Linked DNA regions of Ovis aries: region 2 is linked to region 1. Evidence: chromatin contacts called from public Hi-C data. All regions are on one chromosome and are shown on one strand. Each heading gives the region's core, a stretch centred on a gene start, on an enhancer-like site or on the middle of the called end of the contact. The rest is flanking DNA. Distances are from core to core; before and after follow the strand shown.

Region 1 (3,539 bases), core at 372-2,871:
CCGAGGGCCACCTCTCTCCGCTCTGTGTCAGGATCTGCTCTGTAGTCAGCCTCTCTCCAGTTTGTCTTCCCAGGGTGTGTGTTCTCACCTCCTGCACTTCTGTACCCAACGTGGGGCTGGCTTGCAGGCTTATGTTACGACTTTCTAGGATCTTGTGTGCGATGTGCCTTAGGAAGGGGGACTTTTCTTTTCCTTGTGTGTGAATTTTTGTTTTCCTGTTCTTTGTCATCTCCGAAGCACTCTCCTTCCAAATGGACCACGGGAGGAAAAGAGCCGCAATGCACCCCCGAGGCAGGCCTCAGCAGCCTTCAGCCAGGGGTCACTCGGCAGCCCCGTCCTGAGCTGGCGCAGTCAGGTGAGCCTGCGGTCTGCACCCTGGCAGCCACTTTGGCCTTCTTCCCCACATGAAAGTTGTGAAGTTGCCCAAAGGAAGGCTGGGCCTCTTAGGGGGTGGCTTTGGTCGGGAACTGGAACTAAGACTCCGTTAGAGCCCTTTCAGAAGTAGTGTAGCTTTTGCTTTGTTCTTTGCTTTTTAAGCCTAAACTTGATGGCTGATTGCTGGGGAAAACCCTTCTCATCTCCTCGGAAACTGTAAAGCCTTTGGATGATATGTGAAATATTCAGGCAATATCCAAGCATCCTAAGTTTAAGTCAGGCTCTGATTTCAGTGACCAAACCATAGATCACTAGCTTGTTTTGACATCCTAGACGATCGTCACTTTAAAAGCATTCTGCTCGTTACTAAGGAAAGATGCATTTCTGTTACCCAGAACATTCTCAAGGAGCTGTAGCTTGGCACTTACATATTAGTTGTTCCAGCACGACTATAATTAGGAGTTGATCAGACTTTCTGTGGAAGTCAGATTTCAGCACCTTGGGATCATTGGGAACTTCTCCATCTCTAGTCCCATTCCTCCTAGCATTAGTGACTACTTTATTCTTTTTAATGTTTTTTATTAAGAAATTGTTGACTGTGATTACCAGCTGTTCCATTACTAAGTTTCATTTAGATTATGCTTTCTCCTGAGTTTTTAGTGGTTTTGAATAACTACAGTTGACCCTGGAACAAAGTGAGTGTGGGATGCCAACCCTCTGGGAAGTTGAAAATCTCCCTGTGACTTACAGTTGGTCCTTTGTATACGTGGTTCCAACATATCCCTGTTTCTGTATCCATGGATGCAACCAACCATGATCACGTGGTCCTGTAGAATTTACTGTTGGAAAAAACTCACATATCAGTGGGCCCACATGGTATTGTTCAAGGGTCACCTGTATTTCCAGTTTAAAAAATGTGTTTTGACTGGTAGAAAGCATTTTTTAAGGAAAAAAAAAATTAACAGACGATCACTGGTTATCAGAGATGGTAGAAATCATCACCCTCTGGTTATGTTATGTAATTATCATCGTTGGAAACGTTACTAAGTATCTTTAGGGTTTGCTGTTGGTCCTTAAAAATACAGCCAGAGGCAGAGACAGAAGAAAAGATCCTATTCGCATTACGCTTAGAAGCTAGTCTCTATAGTGAGATAATTCACGCTAAAAGGAGAAACATTAGTGTAGAGTAGAGAGGGCGATTGTTTGCTGATGAATGCTTCTGAAATGATTAACTCTTCTGTCCCATGCTGGCTGTGCTGGTCTCTGTCGCGGCCCGAAGGAGCTTCGCTAGTTCTGGCGCGAGGGCTTCTCTTGTGAAGCGGGGCTTCAGCGGCTGTGGTGCACAGGCTCAGTCGTCCCAGCGCTGGCTGCTCTCCCTGTCTTGAGCAGGTGTGGTTGCCCCCAGGCCTGTGGGGTCTTAGTGCCTTTACCAGGGATGGAACCCAGGTCCCCTGCATTGGAAGGCTGATTCTTAATCTCCAGACCGCCAGAGAGCTCTCTGAAATGAGTTTCTAATAACATTAATGTCATCTAAAAGAAAATTCTTAATGACAACAATTGTAAGGATTTAGGAGTAATTACATAATTAAAAGATACAACAGATACCTATTTGAGTTACCTTTGTGCCTGGGTTTTAAATATTTTAGTAAAGAAACGAGCACCTTATTCAAAAATAAAACTTTGGGGACTTCCCTGGCAGTCCAGTGGTCAAGACTGTGCTTTGCCAATGCAGTGGGGGCACAGTTTGAATCCCTATTCAGGGAACTAAGATCTACATGTTGTGTGGCAAAAAAAAAAAAATATATATATATATATATATATATACAGTATATATATATATATAATTTTGCAGTTGACCTTCTAAATAGAAGGTTATTGAATAGAGAACTAAGTTCCAAGAAGGACTTGAGTCCTTCTGCCTTCAAGAATTCTTTCACTGAAGGCAGTTTCTGCCTAGGACGTACTGCTTTGCACTCTTACTAATTGGATTTGAAATGTTAGAATTCTAGAATGGTCCACTGTAGTCCTTTTTCTGCCTCCTCCTTGCCTTCCTTACAGGGTTTAAGATTACATGTAGTGATTATGTAGTCCAACCCAATCCGATGTTTAGAACTTAAGCTTTATTAAAAATAAGACAGAATGACCACCTTCAGACTATTGGCTATAAACTTGTATTCAGAATAATATTTTTAACTATTTTTTCTTTCAAGAATTGAGCTCCCCCCCCACCTTTTTTTCAGGTGATTAGTTTCTCATTATTTTAGCATGTAGATTTATATCTGAGAGGAGCAGTGCATATTTCTAAAACTTTTTGATAAGATCTAAGGTTTCCAGTAGATCAAAACCATAGGACATTCATAACTTTATCTTTTTTTAATTATTAATTTTATTTATTTATGGCTGTGCCGGGTCTTCAGTGCTGTGTGGACTTTTTCTCTAGGTGTAGCACCTGGCTTCTCATTGTGGTGGCCTCTCTTGTTGCAGAGCAGAGACTCCAGGGCGCACAGGCTTCAGCAGTTGCAGTTCCAGGGCCCTAGAGTACAAGGGCAGTAATTGGGGCGCACAGGCTTAGTTGCTCCACAGCATATGGGATCTTGGATCAGGGAGTGAACCCATGTCTCCTGCATTGGCAAGGGGATTCTTCTCCACTGAGCCACAAGGAAGCCCGCACTTTATCTTCCATTGCGCCTTCATCTTTATCAAGTTGGCACTTACTTTATAACGACAGATTTTCTATAAAGGAATTAAGAGTTGCTCGTTGCCCTGGTTGGTCTGGCTATTACTTCTTTTACTTGTTTGTTTGTGTATGGCTGTGTCAGGCCCGCGTTGCCGCCCACGAGATCTTTGTTGAGGCGTGCACACTTCTCAGAGTTGTGGCACGTGGACCCAATAGTTCCGCACCCAGGAACTGAGCTTGTGTCCCCTGCATTGTAGTTAGAGAGACCTCCGTATGGTGAAGTCACATGGAACTGTTCACACACATCAAGCCCATCTCAGCTGTTTGTGTTGGCAGCTAACTGCAGGATGTAACCTGGTGGGGACACTGAGCGAAGGGGATATAGGACACCCCTGTACCGTCTTTGCAACTTCTTTGTCCATGTTCGTTTCAAAACGAAGTGGTAAGAAAGTCAGCCTAAGATGATTTAGTTGTTCTTAAGTAGGAA
Region 2 (3,872 bases), core at 826-3,325, 65 kb after region 1:
TGGACTGCAAGGAAATCAAACCAGTCAATCCTAAAGGAAATCAACCCTGAATATTGATCGGAAGGACTGATGCTGAAGCTCCAGTACTTTGGTCACCTGATGTGAAGAGCCAACTCATTGGAAAAGACCCTGATGCTGGGAAAGATTGATGGCAGGAGGAGACGGGGACGACAGAGGATGAGATGGTTGGATGGCATCACCGACTCAAGGGACATGAGTTTGAGCAAGCTCCGGGAGATAGCGAAGGACAGGGAAGCCTGGTGTGCTGCAGTCCGTGGGGTCACAAAGAGTGGACATGACTGAGCGACTGAATAACAACAAGGTTCTTTAAAGATTAGCTTAACTGTTTCTTCAGCTGAGAGGACCTGACCTCCGAGCCGTTGTGCAAGAGCTGGGCTGGGATGTCCACTGCCCTGCTTCCCAGCCAGGCCAAAGAAAGAGCGGGCTGCTGCATTTGTAAGGCAGCCCTCTTTGCCTCAGCTCCCAGGTGGGCGACTGCTCCTTTATCCTGGGGCATCCCCCCGTGGGTACCACAGCAAGTCAGAGAGTATGAGAGAGGGAAAGAGATTTTTAAAGAGTAATGAAAGTGGCAAAAGGGAGAAAAAAGATGTGTATGCTTTGCCTTGTTGCATCAAGAACCTGGGTTAATTGCACCCTTAACTGGAGCCTCTTCCTCCTGTTTGCTCCATTCTCACTTTGCTAGAAGCCCTGAGCAGCTCTGAAACCAGACAGACCTGCCTTTCCATCACCAGGTGACTAGCATGCTACTTAAGCTCTCTGTGCCTCAGTTTCCTCACGTGTAAACAGAAGCAGTAATTCTACCTCTCAGGGCTGCTGCGGGCCTGAAAACGGTGCATGCCAAGACCTGCCCAAGGAGGCCTTTGACAACTGGAGTAAGACACCTCCCTTCCCTCCGAGGCTGGTTTGCGGGCAGACACCCTGGCAGCACCGTCCAATAGGACTTTGAGTGAGGATGGCTCTTATGCACCTGATAGGTGTCCCGAGCAACTGGGGTACTGAATTGTTCATCTTATTCTACTCTATTTTAGTTACCTATGGGCTGTCCTGGTTGGCTCAGCGATAAAAAATCTGCCCGCAATGCAGAAGACCCGGCAGGAGCCCTGGGTTCGACCCCTGGATGCGGAAGATCCCCTGGAAGAGGGCATAGCCACCCACCCCAGTATTCTTGCCTGGAGGATCCCATGGACAAAGGAGCCGGTTGGGCTGCTGTCCATGGGGGTCTCAAAGAGTCAGACACAACTGAGCAACTAACACGCTCAGTTGCTTTACATTTAAGAAGCCACCTGTGCCAAGTGGCTACCGCCTTGGGGCCGCGCACCACGTAGGTCATTTAGGGTCAGGACTGGTCCCCTGCCAGGCGGCTGGGCGGGCTGGCTCAGTGTGGACCCTGAGAGGCGCCGGCTTAGCGCTGCATCCACGTAGTAATTTCTTCCCTGAACAAAGTCCTACCACGAAGACCCAGGACTGTAGTCAGGCCCCGGGCGCCGGGATGGGAACAACTGTAAAACCGCGGACTCTACCGACGTCTGTCCCCCTTGCCCTCAGCACTCCGTGCACCCGAAGTCCTCACGGGCCTTGGGAGCAACGGCGAGGGAACGCGCGGCAGGGACCCCTGCGGCTCCCACGTGGCTCAGGGTCTCCCGCGGCTCCTGGCTGCTTTATTCTTCGCATCAAAGCCGGAGGGCTAGGCACTTCCCTTTCACAGACGAGGAAACGGAGGCTGGAGGAGCTTCAGGGCACCGGCAGCGAGGCGCAGCCGCAAGTCTCGGGGATTCTGGTGGTGCCGCCAGAGCCACGTCCGCGGGGGCCCGTCGTCAGGGCGCGCGGGGGAAGCGGCGCGTAAATATTTGGGGCTGTAACCCGGGCTCGGGCCACGGGGCGTCACCGCGGTGCCCCGGCGCGCGCGTGGCGAGGGCGGTGCCCGGGGCCCGGGGTGGGGACGGAGGCGTCCGGGGCGCGGCGGCGGGGACACACCCGGCGGCCCGGCTCCCGCGGCCCCGCCCCGGCCCGCCCCCGCCCGCGGCTATAAGACCTCGGGGCGCTCGGGCGCCGGCGACCCGGGGAAGGGCAGGCGCGCGGTGCCGGCAGCGGCGCGGCTGGAGCACTGCCGGGCGGGGCGCCGGGCTGAGCGGGACGCCGCCCGGGGAGCGGACGGCGCGAGCAGCACGCCCGCCTGCGCGACCGCGCGCCCAGACCGCGCAGCATCGCGGCCCCCCAGCGCCGCGCCGGCGGAGCCCCCCATGAAGCCGCCCGCCGCGCAGGGCAGCCCCGCGGCCGCCGCGGCCGCAGGTGAGTGCCGAGGGCCGCGTGGGTCTCCTGGAACCCGGGCCTTGCAGGGCGCTGGGGGAAGGAGGCAGGGTCCCGCGTGGTCTCTCTCCGTCCCTCCCCCTGCCTCCCCTCTGCCCCCGCCGGGCTGGGGGACACGTCACGGGCGCCCCCTGACTCAGTCCTCCCGCCGCCCCCGGGGCCGCGAGCGCGGGGACCCGTCCCCCACCCGCAAGAGCTCGGCCTTGAGCTTGGCGGCGTGACCTTTGACTTGCAACTCCCCCGGGCTGGAGGCTCAGTTTCTTTATCTGTAAAATGGGCGCGATGCTAGCGCGCACTTCAGGGGGCGGTGGAGAGTCGGGACCGGTAACCGCCAGCGGCCGGCGGCGATCGCGGGCTGCCCGCCACCCCCGACCCCGGCCGGAGCGCAGTCCCCGTGGGCTGGCGACCCTGGGGTACCCCGCGGGCGCGGCGGGCCCGGGCCGGGGCCGGGGCCCGGCGCCCGCCCTCACCCGCGCCCTCCGCCCCTGCGCAGCCCCGGCCCTGGACTCTGCGGACGCGGGGGACCTGACGGCCGCGCTGTGCGAGTTCGATGCGGTGCTGGCCGACTTCGCGTCGCCCTTCCACGCGCGCCACTTCCGCTACGAGGAGCACCTGGAGCGCATGAAGCGGCGCAGCAGCGCCAGCGTCAGCGACAGCAGCGGCCTCAGCGACTCCGAGAGTGAGTGTGGCGCCGCCTCGGGGGCTGCCGCGCCCCGGGCACTGCGGGCGCCCGGCCCGCGGGGGAGCGCCCGGGGCGCGGGGTTCCGCGCGCTCATCGGGAAAACCGACGCCGAGCGAGCCCCGAAGCCCAGCGCCGTCTCCAGGGCTCCGGGAGTCTCCGGGGCCGCGAGGCCGGCGGGGCCCAGACCCCGGAGGGCGGTCCCCGGAAGGCAGGCTGGGCCCCACGCCGCCCGCCGGCAGGTGTCAGGACCCGGAGGGCCTCCCCAGGGCGCCCTCTCCGCGCTCCTTGCCGCTCTCAGCGGCATCTTCAGAGGATGTGGAGACAGCGCCACAGGCGTGGGGTCCAGGGTCCCCGGGAGGGCGCAGGATGGATGTATTGGTGAAACCAGGAAAGGTTTCTTAAGCTCCCGTTCTTGGGGTGTTTGAAACACTTCTTGCACTTTCTCCTGGCCCTGACCCCCCCGGACTTGCTGTTACACGGTCCGCAGTTTTGAAAGAATCCTAGCACTGCTAAGTCCGAGTATTTAGAGAGTGTCCCTCATCCTTCAGGCAGGTCCATGACGTGAACTGCTGGCTCAGACTCCCCACCCAGTCTGGGGCTGGGGGTGGGGAGGAAGAGGGCGGGAGGGTGGGAGAGGGCCGGGGCGGGGGCGGGGGCGGGGGCGGGGGCGGTAGGGAGCAGATGGACCCAGAGCTGCTTCCTGCTTACTTTCTCAAGGTGGAGACCACCCCCAGGGTCTGGCTGCCCTAAATCACCTTGTTAAAAAGAGAGGCCACTTTTTCCAGGACCTCAAATGTCCTCTAAGGATTATGGATACTTGTTCAGGTGTCAAACAGCAAATTGGGTGACTTGTCAATCTTCT

The links. Hi-C and Micro-C count contacts between places; a contact is called where the count stands out from the background.
Region 2: a Hi-C map of hypothalamus shows a contact between it and region 1, with 1.9 times the contacts expected there. The contact joins the promoter of RGCC here to the enhancer-like site in region 1. A contact is called at or near these places in 2 of 16 Hi-C or Micro-C datasets (hypothalamus and tail adipose tissue).

Annotation. Positions count from the first base shown.
Region 1 is chr10:11,916,815-11,920,353 of ARS-UI_Ramb_v3.0, forward strand. All of the region lies in intron 11 of NAA16 (N-alpha-acetyltransferase 16, NatA auxiliary subunit), which reads left to right. Among named protein-coding and RNA genes, the nearest start is that of NAA16, 51 kb to the left of the region's middle. Within about 2 kb of position 1,622, at least 5 of the 54 cell types and tissues checked have an H3K27ac peak or open chromatin away from gene starts, as enhancers often do. A contact at or near this core is called in hypothalamus, where this site is marked.
Region 2 is chr10:11,981,501-11,985,372 of ARS-UI_Ramb_v3.0, forward strand. It overlaps RGCC (regulator of cell cycle), which reads left to right and starts at 2,076. Exons shown (of 4, transcript XM_060394033.1): 1 at 2,076-2,310; 2 at 2,822-3,007. The coding sequence starts at 2,262.